Regions from separate parts of the Zea mays genome. Here region 2 is linked to region 1. A link is a contact called in public Hi-C data. All regions are on one chromosome and are shown on one strand. The core of a region is the stretch at or near the end of the contact, and the rest is flanking DNA. Distances in the headings are between cores, read along the strand shown. Region 1 holds the start of LOC100381981 (Calcium-binding protein CML42). Region 2 holds the start of LOC100192027.

Evidence for each region. A called contact is a pair of places that touch in the nucleus more often than the background predicts.
Region 2: a contact with region 1 is called in a Hi-C map of leaf, with 5 times the contacts expected there. The contact joins the promoter of LOC100192027 here to the promoter of LOC100381981 in region 1. A contact is called at or near these places in 4 of 25 Hi-C or Micro-C datasets (bundle sheath, ear and leaf).

Annotation. Positions count from the first base shown.
Region 1 is chr2:223,895,925-223,902,431 of Zm-B73-REFERENCE-NAM-5.0, reverse strand. LOC100381981 (Calcium-binding protein CML42) reads right to left here and starts at 2,838. Exons shown (of 1, transcript NM_001174751.1): 1 at 1,814-2,838. The coding sequence starts at 2,682. The coding sequence ends at 2,071. It overlaps LOC100274525, which reads right to left. Exons shown (of 3, transcript NM_001356981.1): 1 at 6,393-6,507; 2 at 3,982-4,805; 3 at 3,315-3,874. The coding sequence ends at 3,434.
Region 2 is chr2:224,032,699-224,039,205 of Zm-B73-REFERENCE-NAM-5.0, reverse strand. It overlaps LOC100192027, which reads right to left and starts at 3,348. Exons shown (of 9, transcript NM_001365508.1): 1 at 3,171-3,348; 2 at 2,919-2,950; 3 at 2,698-2,769; 4 at 2,098-2,347; 5 at 1,230-1,291; 6 at 462-742; 7 at 1-185. The coding sequence starts at 3,297.

The sequences.
Region 1 (6,507 bases), core at 1,589-4,088:
CTTCTACATCCCATTCTAAAGAGATTTTTGTTGTGCGGGATTCGGACGAGGATAAGCATTGGTCATATCCATGATTTTGACCACTAATATTGTTGCTTACAGTTCACAGAAGCTCTCACTTCTTCACTTCTAGATGGATCCATTTTCATACTTGGGGTGTTCGGTAAGTTGGTGTTCAGTTGGAGTATGTTGCATAATCTCATAGCTTTCTTGATATGCCAATTCAGTTGACAGAGCTTTACAGACATGCCAATTTATAAATTAAATGGAGCATGTTGCAGTTAGATGTAGTCTATTTCAGAATTGAGTGTACAAGTAGATTTTACTTAGAATGTGTTGCATAATAGGACTGAGCTTTAGGGGAGTGCTTTTGTACCAATGGTAATAATTGGTTTTGTATCTGCTGATCTTCACGAGAAATATGACAATGTTACAAGGCTATAATCGGTAGCACAGGATGCATTTTTTTTGAATTGGCCAGGTAGCGTGGTCTCGCGCCCATAAGAGAATAGTGACACTTAGTTGGTATTTTGTTATTCTATTTCAGAAATGAAGACCAAGTGGGAGAACAGCTCATGGGGCACAAGCGGATTTTCTAGAAGAGGAGAGCAGCGCTTGATGACTTTGATAGGTTCAAAGTCATGATGGCAAAGATCAAGGTCGGGAACCTCCCTATCAACTGTTTAGTTCATGATGGCACTGTCTATATTGCTCGGTCACACTTTTTTCTTTACGTAAACAGAGGGGTGGCGCTATCAGGCAAGAGCTCGCCAAGTTGAAGAAGGCATCCATGGCTTAATGGGTATCTTTTGGTGGATGTCATGTTAGAGTTTTTGGTTCTGAGTTGGATCAGCAATTCGATTGAGTGTTGACAAATACATAATTACTAACATGTTCCAGTGAATACATTTCAAACTTTATCAAGCATGAGTGTGCTCTAGATATTTTATCATGAATGATATGGAATATATAAGGTAGCCTGCGTCGAATGCGTGATCTGTACCATTTTTGTTTTGTTTAAACATTGACATAATCTATTTTGCGATATTGTCTAGGTTGATATATCTTTTTGGGGATTATATCATCTATTTGTATATAAGTTATCATGGTATTTATATGTTACCATTGCAACGTATAGATATTCACCTAGTAGAAAGCATAATTCTCTAATATCCCCCACTATATACTTTGTATATATACAAAAAGAAATGATCTCTTGATGTATATTAAGGAGAATTATGTTCTCATATACTTTAGTTACATTATTTTTTATGATATTAATCTCAATTAAATCTCATAACATGACAACCATATGTATTATGTTAGTATAAATATTACGTGGTTTTTAAAAATTTTTAAAAAGTGCTAAATAAATATTAAATAGCCGAATTATAATATATGGGGCTATATAGAAGAAATGGATGGAGACGTCCTCCGTGTAGGGAGAGAACTTTTTAAATAGAGACAGTAAATTATATTAGAAAGTATAAATAGGAGGAGATGTAAATGGAGAGATGTCCTGCATATGGGGAGAGAACTTTTTAAATGGTTGGAGACAGCATGATGTGCAGCGGAACAACATCGAGAATCTATGCAATGATGATTGATGACAACCATCTCTTGGGCTACCATGCATAGATTATGTGACACTAAGTAAATCGAGAATCTATGTAAATGGAGATGTCCTGCATAGGGAGAGAACTTGTTTGTCAAGTAAATTGACTTTTACTAGATAATCGCTAAAACAGCTTTGTCAAACATAATGTTAGTTCAATCACATCGTGGATAACTAAGCCGACCCAAGACATTGATTGACAATGATTAGAATAGCCCAGTTTGATACATTTTCTTATCAGCTGTCATCATCATCATATACCTAATTTACAGTATGACATTACATACCATGGTTATGTGACACACACACAGGACAGGGCATTCTCATCACCACTAGACCAGTGATGTGAAGGACGATACTAAAGAATTCTTCAATTAGAGACGCAGACGCAGGACTGTCTCGACGAAATGCGGGACCACCATGCCAGTTGCCACACAGTACGACGATGAGGTCAGTCAGGCGCCCCAGACGGTGATCCCCTGCATCATGCACTTGAACTCGTTGAAGTCGACGCGGCCGTCGCTGTCGCGGTCGACGTTGCAGATCATCTCCCGGACGTTGGCCATGCTGCTGGCCTCGGGGAGGCCGAGCTTCTTGAGCACCTCCTGCAGCTCAGCGGCGGAGATGAAGCCGTCGCCATCGACGTCGAAGACCTTGAACGCCTCCCGCATCTCCTGCTCGTCCTCCTCGGCGCCGGCGCCGGCGCCGTCCGCCGCGGCGGTGGCGTCGTCCTGGCCTCCCAGTGCGCCGAAGAAGGCGTCCCCGAGCGCGCGGTGGAGCTTGTCGAAGTCCTCGAAGCGGAGGCCCGCGGCGCCGTCGGGCACGTAGGCGCCGACGGTGGCGGACAGCCCGGCGCGGTCGGCGTCCAGGCCCAGCGCATCCAGCGCCTGCGCCAGCTCGTCCACGGTGATCTCGCCGTCCCCGTTGCGGTCGAACAGGTCGAACACGCGGCGGAGGCGCACCGCGTTCAGGCTCCCGTTGCGGAGCCGGAACGACGCCGACGGCGTCCCCTTGGCCAGCGCCGGCTTCACCGCCGCCGCAACCACGCCCTGCTGGTCCGCGTCCATCCTACCTACGACCTGCACCTCGACGTACGGATTCTCTTGCCCTGCCCTGCTTCAGCTAGCGGCGCTGGCTGCCCTGCCCCTCGTTCTCTTATCTTCTCTCCTCTGTGTGTGTGTGTGGTGTCAAAATAGCTTCTTTTGTTTCGGGAGGGACGACGACGACGCGGGCCGGGCAGGGAGAGGCGCGAGGACAGCGCTGCCTGTTTATAGCCATGCCACCCTTCTCTCTGGCCTTCAGCGATGGGAAGAGCGCGTCCGGGGGACGCGGGACCGAATTGCTGCCCGTGTCCGTCCGTATCTGCCGATCGAGAAATTGATCAGCTACCGAAATAAACATATCGTTAAAACTTCCATGCATGGATTATTACCGGATATATATAGATGCACCATGCACGTAGATGGGACATATTACCCGATACTCCTACCGCATGCGAGGACGCTGGAAACCGGTCGCTATCCAGCTGATCGTCTCGTCTCTGACTAGCGATCAACGACCACGACAACTACGCTAGCTACGCGCTGAGATCGATATCTCTCAATTATGATGAGTTCCTTCCTAACCCTGACTTCTGTCCACGCAAAAGGTGTCGTCGTTTTTCTTGACGAATCTCTGCCGAACGCCAGGAAACCTGATCGATTTTGTAATCGTTTTTATTCACGGAATCTCTGCCGAACTCAGGCTTCACGAAGTTTATACTATGGCAGATTATTTGACTACTGGGCCGAATTAAATACCCGGTCCAGTGAGGCCCATCTAGCTAGCACCCCTGGGCTCCACGTTGGTGAGCAGCAGCCGCACCCCGTGCTCGGGCTCCACGATGAGCCTGAGCGCCGGCGAGTGCACGTAGGCCGGCGACAGCGCGAGCCGGAACCTGGACAGCACGAGCGCCAGCAGGACCTTGAGCTCGGCCATGGCGAAGGCCTGGCCGAGGCAGGTGCGCGCGCCGGCGCCGAAGGGGAGGTACGCGTGCGGCTGCCGCTGCCGCTGGTGGTCGTCCGCGAACCGCCCCGGGTCGAACTCCCGCGCGTCGGCGCCCCACAGCTCCGGGTCCAGGTGCATAGTCGAGACGGGCACGTAGATGTTGACGCCCGCCGGCACGCGCACGCCGCCGAGGGTCACGTCGCGGAGCGCCTGCCTCGACACCACCGCGCCTGCCGGGTACAGCCGCAGCGTCTCCTGGATCACCATCGTCAGCTGCAAGAGTGCAACACTACACATGGTCAGTATACTGATAGGGGGGGTATTGTATGTGTGTGTGCGTTCGTGCTGCTGGCGTGTGTTATTACGTACGTACGTACGACCTTCTTCATCTTGTGCAGGGACGCGAAGTCGCCGCCGCCGCATGCCTGGCGCACCTCGTCGCGCACCAGGTCCTGCCACTCCGGGTGCAGCGCCAGGAGCATCATGCACCAGGCGGCGGTCACCGCCGTGGTCTCGTAGCCGGCGAAGTAGATGTTCTTGCAGTTGTCCACGACGAACTCCTCCACCGCCACGCGGTCGCCGCTGCAGCCACCGGAGGAAGAAGCGCTGCGGAGCATCGCGTTCAGTAGGTTCCTGTCGTCGTCCCCGCCCTCCCTGACGACGTCCAGCACCAGGTCCCTCACGACCCTGTTGAGCCTCCACGCCTCCCTGTTAGTCCTCGTCGGGAGGAAGCTGAGGCCGGTCATCTCCGCCAGCAGGTTGGGCTTGGACACCGCCTTCTGCAGCTCCCTGATCGCCGCGAAGATCCTCTTGCCCTTGACGTAGCTGCTGCCGAAGCACGTCCTGGAGATGACGTCGGCGGAGTAGGCCCTGATGTCGTCGTCGATCTTGAGCTCCACGCCTCCGCCGCCCGTCCTGTCCCCCCACGACGCCACCAGCGCCGTGGCCGAGCCGACCATGAGGTCCACCATGCCCTTCACCTTGTCCGGGAAGAACTCGGGCGCGATGAGCCTCCGCTGGTGCGCCCAGGCCTCGCCGCTGGACTTGAGGATGCCGTCGCCGAAGAGCGGCCGGTGCGTGACCTTCATGTAGGAGCTCTTGCCGAGGTCCAGCGACGACACGCTGAGGCAGAGGTCCCGGACCACGTCGGACCGGCTGGCGTGCAGGAACACCATGCTTCCGATGGAGTAGGTGAAGATGGGGCCTGCACGCGCAGATTATACTGGTTGCTTAACCATGCATATGCATGCTTGGAAACACAAGACGATGGAACCTGCATTCATGTGGCAGCAGACAGTTTGATTGTGTGGCAGACAACAGACTGTGTGTGAAAAGTGAAAAAAGAAAAGAAAAGCAGCAGAACAGAACTGAGCTGACAGCTGAACCGGCCTCTCATCCACAGCACTCCCACTCAAGTCATGGACGCGTGATGAATCGGCAGACCTTTTTGGCAATGCGACAAAGGAGAGGAGAGGACTTTGCGCGGCTGGGGCCGGCGCAGTCCGTCGACGGAGAGGAGGACCATCCAGAGGCGCCGAGGAGAGGACAGGCAGCGCCCTTTGTCGTTTGTGGGTGGGGCCGTGGGCGGACCGGATCTCCGGATGGATCAGATCAAATCTGCGTACCATGTCGGGTGAACTGCTCCAGGTTCACGCACAGGCAGGCAAGCCCCGCCGCCATCACCATAGGCAGCTAGGTATTGTTTGGTTCAAATATTTGTAACGTAATGGGTAAGTGATTACGTTAAATCATGTTTTTTTAGTCCAATCGTAATCAGATACCGTACTAAAATTTGATACCGGACTATTCAAACTTGTTACCGCCCGTAATCAAGTGTAAACCATTATCATTACCCTTTACGTTACATTTCGTGAACCAAACAGCACCTAGGCTATAGGAGGACGGTGACGATCCACCGCCGGCAATGCTCAATCACGATAGTATCTGCTTCTAAAATTATATAATTCATCTTATAGAATCTTCTGCTTACGGATTATTATAATCTAAATATCTAGATTATATAATTTACGTAATAATCTGTTTAACTTTTTTAAATAATCTGTTTAACTTTTTTAGCTGGATTATATAATTTACAGGGTAAATAAACATGGTCTAATAATCATTGCAATGGAATTGATTCGCGCCAGCTAGTTTTGGTAAAAAAAACACGGGTCAAAAGAAATAAGGACAAAGGGATGGGATTCTGATCGGAAAGAGAGCCAAGCGCTGGCTGGCTACCATTCATCTGATTTATTTAGGAGGAAAAGAAATCGCGTGCTAGCAGTTCAATCATTGTTTTTTCACTTGTTTGTTTTGGCCGGGGACGAGATTGTCATTTCGCGTGAAGCATATACCCATCTATCCTCGCTAGTAGATGGTGTAGCCAGAATATTTCCCACCACGCACTGTTCAATCAAAGTCCTTTATCCTACTGTTTTAACTATATGTGTAAACAAAATACCATCACCAAATCACCATTTGTATCTCGTAATAAGTTTACCATTATGATGCAATAATGATACTTATCACACGACAAAAATGGTAGAATAATAACGTATTTACTGTGTTAAGTTTTCGAATTAATATGCTAGCTAGCTATGGCAGTGCGTCCAATATATATATTTGTTTTCCAAAAAAGAAAAAAAACGTAGTAACCGACCGATCCCGATTGATCGCGCGCATTCAGAAGAGACGAACAAATCAAAGACAGTCATGGTGCTAGACCTAGGGATGATGATGATAAGTAAAAAAACAAGCAACACGCACGCACGCCTGCGATCGATCGTCGTACCGTACTCCTTCCTCCACCGCTCGTAGTGTGGGAACAGCGCCTGGCGGTAGTCGTGCACGACGCCGCCGCCGCCGCCGCGGTGCGCCGCGGTCGCCCGCCTCATGTCTGCGCGGTT
Region 2 (6,507 bases), core at 2,099-4,598, 140 kb before region 1:
GACTTTTCGGCAATGTATGGGCACCGAGATTGTACAGGAATGCACTCTGCTTCATATGAAAACGAGCTTCATCCTCAGTCATGTCAAGTATCTGGCGAAGCTTCCTGTCAACATTCTTACAATCTACTGTGCAAGATTTGGCTCTCGCTATTGTTCGCTCCATCTGCTTCATCCTTTTGTTGATACTGAAATCACAAAACAACTTGTCATTCAAATTATCTAAGTACTAAGCCCTACTGATGATTGGAAATAATGTCCCTAGATTAAATTAAATCTCCTTGTCTCTTGCATAAATATATCCCCTAAGGAGCATTCAGAAAAAAATAGATCATCTTAACCTATAGGACACCCCAATTCAATCTAATAAAATTTGTTCTTAGTAACATAGTCATCACACAATCAGCTTTAAGACTAATCATCACACGAAACTATGATCTTAAGAAGTAAAATTTGATTCTTACAAGGATGGTAGATCAGCATCAACTGATGATGCACTAAGAATCCTCTCATGGTCTTGTATGTTTTGCTTCATTTCCTGAGTCAGAGCTTCCTGTCCTTGAATTTTTGCAATGCTTGGATAGTATGAGCGTGCTACGAAGAGTTGATCTTTTAGCCTTTTCACTATATAATCTTTCATTATTTCTTTGTGCTCAATAGACCAGAGACAATAACTCCCAAATTCAAGTTGACAGGACTTCGCCTTTTCCACTTCATCAGCCTTTTCACCTTCTTGGTTAGTATCCTGAAAGGACAGGTTGCGTTTTGGCGAACATCAGCACAACTCAGGCTGATGCAAATCAGGTGGAACTAAAATGAACACTGGTACAAAACACGAGTTTAGGCTTTGAAGAAAAATGTATAAGGATGCACTATATTCTACTCAAGATTGTCTTAACACAAGCTTAACTTTTGGATTAGTTATGATGATAGAATATTCAAAAAGTTGCATCATGTAACCTATGATCTTAAACATTGAGCTGAACATAATTTATATATGACCATTTTAGTGTGTGTATTTCTTGTGTGTTGCATGAAAAGTTTGGTAATGAAAGGTGTCTTTTTTCGCAAACATGTAGGAGAGTTATGTATCTTTATACTAAAGATAGAACGAATGGACCCTTACAACACAACCTCAACGGAAGATGTCTTAAAATAAGAAACTTGTGAAATGACATGAAGTAGCAGTTCTGAAACAACAAAGTACAACTTTGAAAGCTACAGATCATTACTCTTGCGACTTTAGTAGAATCCGTCACATCCGCTGATGGTTCAACTTTTGGTGCTGCAAAAACTGTGCATGTTGGCAATTAATGGGTCAGATGTAAGTAAAAGCAAAATAGCTACAACAACAGATGTGAAAAAAGATGCCCACGAAAAAATGATAGGGACCAACTACCACTAAATAACTTTGACCGAGTATTATAGTGACAAAGACAACCTTATGATAGGCAACATAAGCCAGGTGGCTTGTCTGTCTGGACTCAAGCGATAGTTGGGTAAAAATAATTGATGATAGGTTCTAAAGTAATTCTTCGACAAGAGAGGGAGTCAAGAGGAAGGAAATGAAAAAACTAACTTGACAGCTAAAATTTAATTCAACATCAAAAGGTGAAAGATTGAAAGAGCCATGAACATCAAGAAAAAAATATCTTAAAGCTAAAACTAGGGGTAAAAGGGGAAATGAAATATTCCATAAACCAGGAATCGTTTGTTGTAAAAGTGATATCATTTATGACCGTTGGCCCATTGGCCATTGCTACACTTGTTTTTTTTTAATTTCTAGTCTCAATAAAGTTTTGATTTCTAATTTCTTTTAGCAATCAGCACTGTATTGATGTCACCACCAAAGAGTTAAGTTGAAAATATGGTGAGTTCCTGACTGACCGGAAATCATTTTCGTTTAGAAAACACTGTTACTGATCTTTCCGGTCATCTTCATCCCTATGATGTCCACATATAATTTTCACTGTGGTACAATTGAGGGCTCGTACAACCCCAATGACCCTGGCATAGCTTAAAATTTACACACCTTGAACAATGTTCTAGCATTATCAGCAATGGCATTTGAACTTTTGGCCTTGTACTGCTATGACATACCTTTTGGTTTAGCATCATCCCTTGTCGTGTTGCTACCAATTTGCTTATGCTGACGAACGACTCCTGCACTGCCTTTGGAGATGTTCTTCTCTGGTGTTTGTTGATGAATGACTCCAGCACTGCCTTTGGAGATGTTCTTCTCCGGTGTTTGTTGATGAATGACTGCAGCACTGCCTTTGGAGATGTTCTTCTCTGGTGTTCGTTGATGAATCGTTCCTGCACTACTTCTGGGGATCTTCTCCGGCGCATCCTGAGAGAAATGCAACTGTCACGAACTGCAGAAGCAACCTTCAATTCAAAATGCTTAAGCAATTTTCAGCGATAGATTCACTTGTACTTCATGCGCGCAAAATGGAGAGAAAAATAGTTAAAATAATTGTTCCTACAGCACTAACAGGTGAGGAAGCAACCCACAAAGCATTGCCTCTGATTGCAGAACACGTAGGCTTTCGAAGCGCTTCAAACTTCGCGATCGGTCTTAAACAGGACATAACTAATAGACATCATTTCGGTGCCCCCCGCAATAACGTCTATCCATTCCAAACAAAACAAAATCACAAAGAAAACAATCGCTTTCAATAAAAGTAACAGCCAACAGACCTGTCGCTCTCCACTGTCAGCGCCACTGCGACGCCTCTTCTCCACGTGATCCAACGAAGGCAGAACGACCTCCTGAATCCAGCGCGGAGAAGGAAAACATGGGTGAGAAATAAAAATAGCGGAAATCAGCGAGCCGTCCCCGCTCGCACATGGTGACGTCCAAATCAATCACCATCAAGGACTGCTGCGGGCAGGAGAGAGGGTTGGAAACAGCGGGGTACCTGTCGGTGCCGCTCCTCCGTCGTCACGTACCCTGCATCGCGCGCACAAGCACAAGCACAAGCACCAATCGGGAAGTAAGCCAACCGAAGCCAATCCCGAAAGTAACCAACACGGCCGCGCAGTAGCCGGACGGACGAGCAACCGCTGCAGGGAGCTGGAGGCTGGAGCCCCAGATCTACCGGCGGGGACGCGCGCGGTGATCCGAGCACGCGCATTGGGAGGAAGCGAGCGAGGGAGGGTACGGTACGTACCGGAGGGGGCGCGGTCGAAGAGGAAGGCCAAGGGCACGAGCAGGGAGCAGAGGACGAGCGCAAGCACCGCCACGCGCGGGCCCCTCCGCCTCTTGAGCGCCGCCGGTAGCAGCGGCTGCGCCTTCATTGCGTCCTCCTCCTCCTCGGGTTCCCGGCGCCCGCTGCCCCTCCGATGATCATCTCACTCACTGCGGCGGGGGGGCAGGGCGCTGGGCGGGTTGGGGGCCTGGGGGTTTGCTTTGATCGAGGCGGCGCAGTGCGGTTGGGACTTGGGTGCGGCCGCCGAGCGCCGAGTGAAGTGAGCCAGCCACAGCCAGTGGGCCGTCTGGCGACAGGGAGGGTGCTGATTGGAGCCTAGGTGGGTGGGCTCAACCTCGTGCCAAAAAAACCACCGTGTCTGTCTGTGTGTACCCAACTACCCATCGGGCACGAATTGTTTTTTATGATGACAAATGTACAGTACATTGTATTCTAATACTATCTCCATCAACTTGGTTATATCCATATCCGTATTCGAACTCCACTCCGCGAAAAATGCAGAGCAAAACAGTATTTCTATACTATATTTAAAGCATCAGTTTTAACGGTCGTCATGCGTCATTTTTTTTACAAATAACCTCTCACAGCTATTTCAAATTAATCTGCTGCACGTCTATATATGCCAACGCCCGACACGGGCTAGATACACGCGGGCCACAACTATGGCACAGGCACGTCATGTCGGCCTGCTAACTCTGTCGGGCCAGCCCGTTAGCCCGTCGATCCATTTAATTAAATCAGCGTAACGACGCTCGACACGGGCTAGATGCACGCGGGCCGCAACTATGGCACAGGCACGTCATGCCGGCCTGCTAACTGTGTCGGGCCAGCCCGTTAGCCCGTCGATCCATTTAATTAAATCAGCGTAGCGACGCCCGACACGAGCCGGCCTGCTAAGTGTGTCGGGCCAGCTCGTTAGCCCGTCGATCCATTTAATTAAATCAGCGTAAAATGTTAAAAAACGAGGCAGGAGGTGGGTTTCGAACCCATGCCCTGATGGAAGAAGGGCGGGAGACACTGGATGAAACTGTCTAACCAGTAGAACATCACACTAAGATGTTTTTAATATTGAATATAAATTGTATATAGGTATATACATTTTTTTGTAAAATAAAAAAATAATCGTGTCGGGCCGGACCAGCACTACGGCCCGAGGCTATAGCCCAAGCACGACACGACGTTCTTGGCTCTTGCAAATATTAGGTTGTTTCTGGGACCACATTGGTGTGATGTATTACATGGTGTTTGAGGTTGCTGAATTGGTTGGAGCAGCAATGTTTTGTCACACTAACAGCAAAATGAAAGGTTATTTGTTGGTTTTAAACATTAGTAATTGCTACGAAGTAGCATAATTTATATGGAATACATCCAGTTTTTATTGATGCCTGACTTTAGCAATCACTTCATATTTTGATCTATCTTTTTTATAAGTTTGACTTCATGAGACTTATTTTAGAAACTTGATCTCACAAACTTTCTCTTATTTGGTCTCTGTATGATGGAATTATATCATTTTATAATCTCTATTCATTCAGTCAATCGTTGTGAACTCTCTTCTAATCGCTCACTTCATTGGTCGTGTTGTGCCAAGACATATTTGCATGGAGTAAACAATAACATCAGTTAGCCAAATCAAAAATATATTATACAGAGAGCGGAGACAATCAATAAAAAATCTTGAATTTTTTTGATGGATAATTTACATGGGTATTGTTGTAAGTCGTCGCAACGCACGGGCAACCGACTAGTATAGGTAAACTTTGAGTGAAATCAGACTAAATAATAGATGTTAACACGACACTATTGGAAATTGTGCGATAAAACTATTCATTAGAATGGTCTTAAAAGATTTCTTATGGTAATCATAAATCATTTAATTACACAGTAAAATATAGGAAATATAGTGACGGATGTTAGCAGTCTCAACCCTCCATGTCATCTAGTTTCTATAGCATTAATCCAGCTGCCACATAGGCCAAAAGATAATATGGCAAATAATTAAATGAAGAAAGAATAACAAACTGGGTCTTGCATAAGACTTAGTTTCAACACGATATCCAAGACAAAATAAGAGAAGAGGAATATAAAATTCAATTAAATAATATTGATGTTTACATTGGAGAGGTAGTGTCTAGTAGTAGTTTCTAGATGACGTGCAGCCTATAAAAACTATAAGTAGAGTCATGGGTTGGGACACCTCTAAAACCAACCAACTTTATTTCCGTAGTCTAAAGGCATCACAGTACAGGTTGGCATATGCCCTTCCCAAACTAGAGGCCTACAAGCTCCTAGAAATAGGATGCAGCAATCCCTCAGTTTGTGATCATGTTTTTCCTTTTTCAGCAAGGAAAATTTCATTGCATACAAAGGTTTGATACAAATTATCTCCTCACCTCTGCAATAACAATATGCACACAGTTTAGAAAAAATGACAATCACATGTCTAATGGCTCTCAATCCAATGACCGTCGTCACCCATGTGTCTGAGAAAATAACCTCGTGGCCACATATTCCTAATGTTGTGAACTTCCATCGCTAGTGGTGGATCAGGAATGAATCAAAGGGGGCTACTAAGTCGACTAATTGTGGCACTAGTGGCTTAACGACAAGCGGTTGGTACCTTGTAGTGGGCTTAACCTATTAGCGATGGAGGTCCATCACCCATATCAAGATTTCTCTAGGCCAACCACGCTTACCTTGGAGGTTCTTTCGAGACATACTTCCAAAAAATAAGATTCACCTTATTGGTATAAATATTATATTAATCTTATTAAGCCTTGAACCAGGATATCACAATCCAACCGAGCAAGGATATCACAATCCATCTCCCTTAGAAGATTGATGCCCTCGTCGGTCAAAATCACAAGCCAGGAACATCCCCTCTTGACCATGTTTGTGTGTCTAATATCGTCATATGTTATGCCATGTGACCATTCTGGCCCACACACGCCCGTGAAAATGACGAGATCGACTCTAATACCATTTGTAACACCCCGCCCACTCCTGAACCGGCGATACTTACTCCTGTCGTCTCTCTAAGTTCATAGACCATCTCCACATAACAACACGAGTCTTCTATGCGCACTTTATCCTCACTCATGCGCACCCGAAAAAACTTCTTGGACGGTCACCCATCCTAAGATTTTTTCAGGCCAACCACACTTAACTCAGAGGTCCTTTTGAGGTAGGCTTTCCGAAAAGAAGATGCGCCTTATTGGTATAAGTATTCTATTAATCCTATTACACCTTGAGCTACGATATCACTATCCAATTATTGTGATATCCTAGTGAAAGGGAA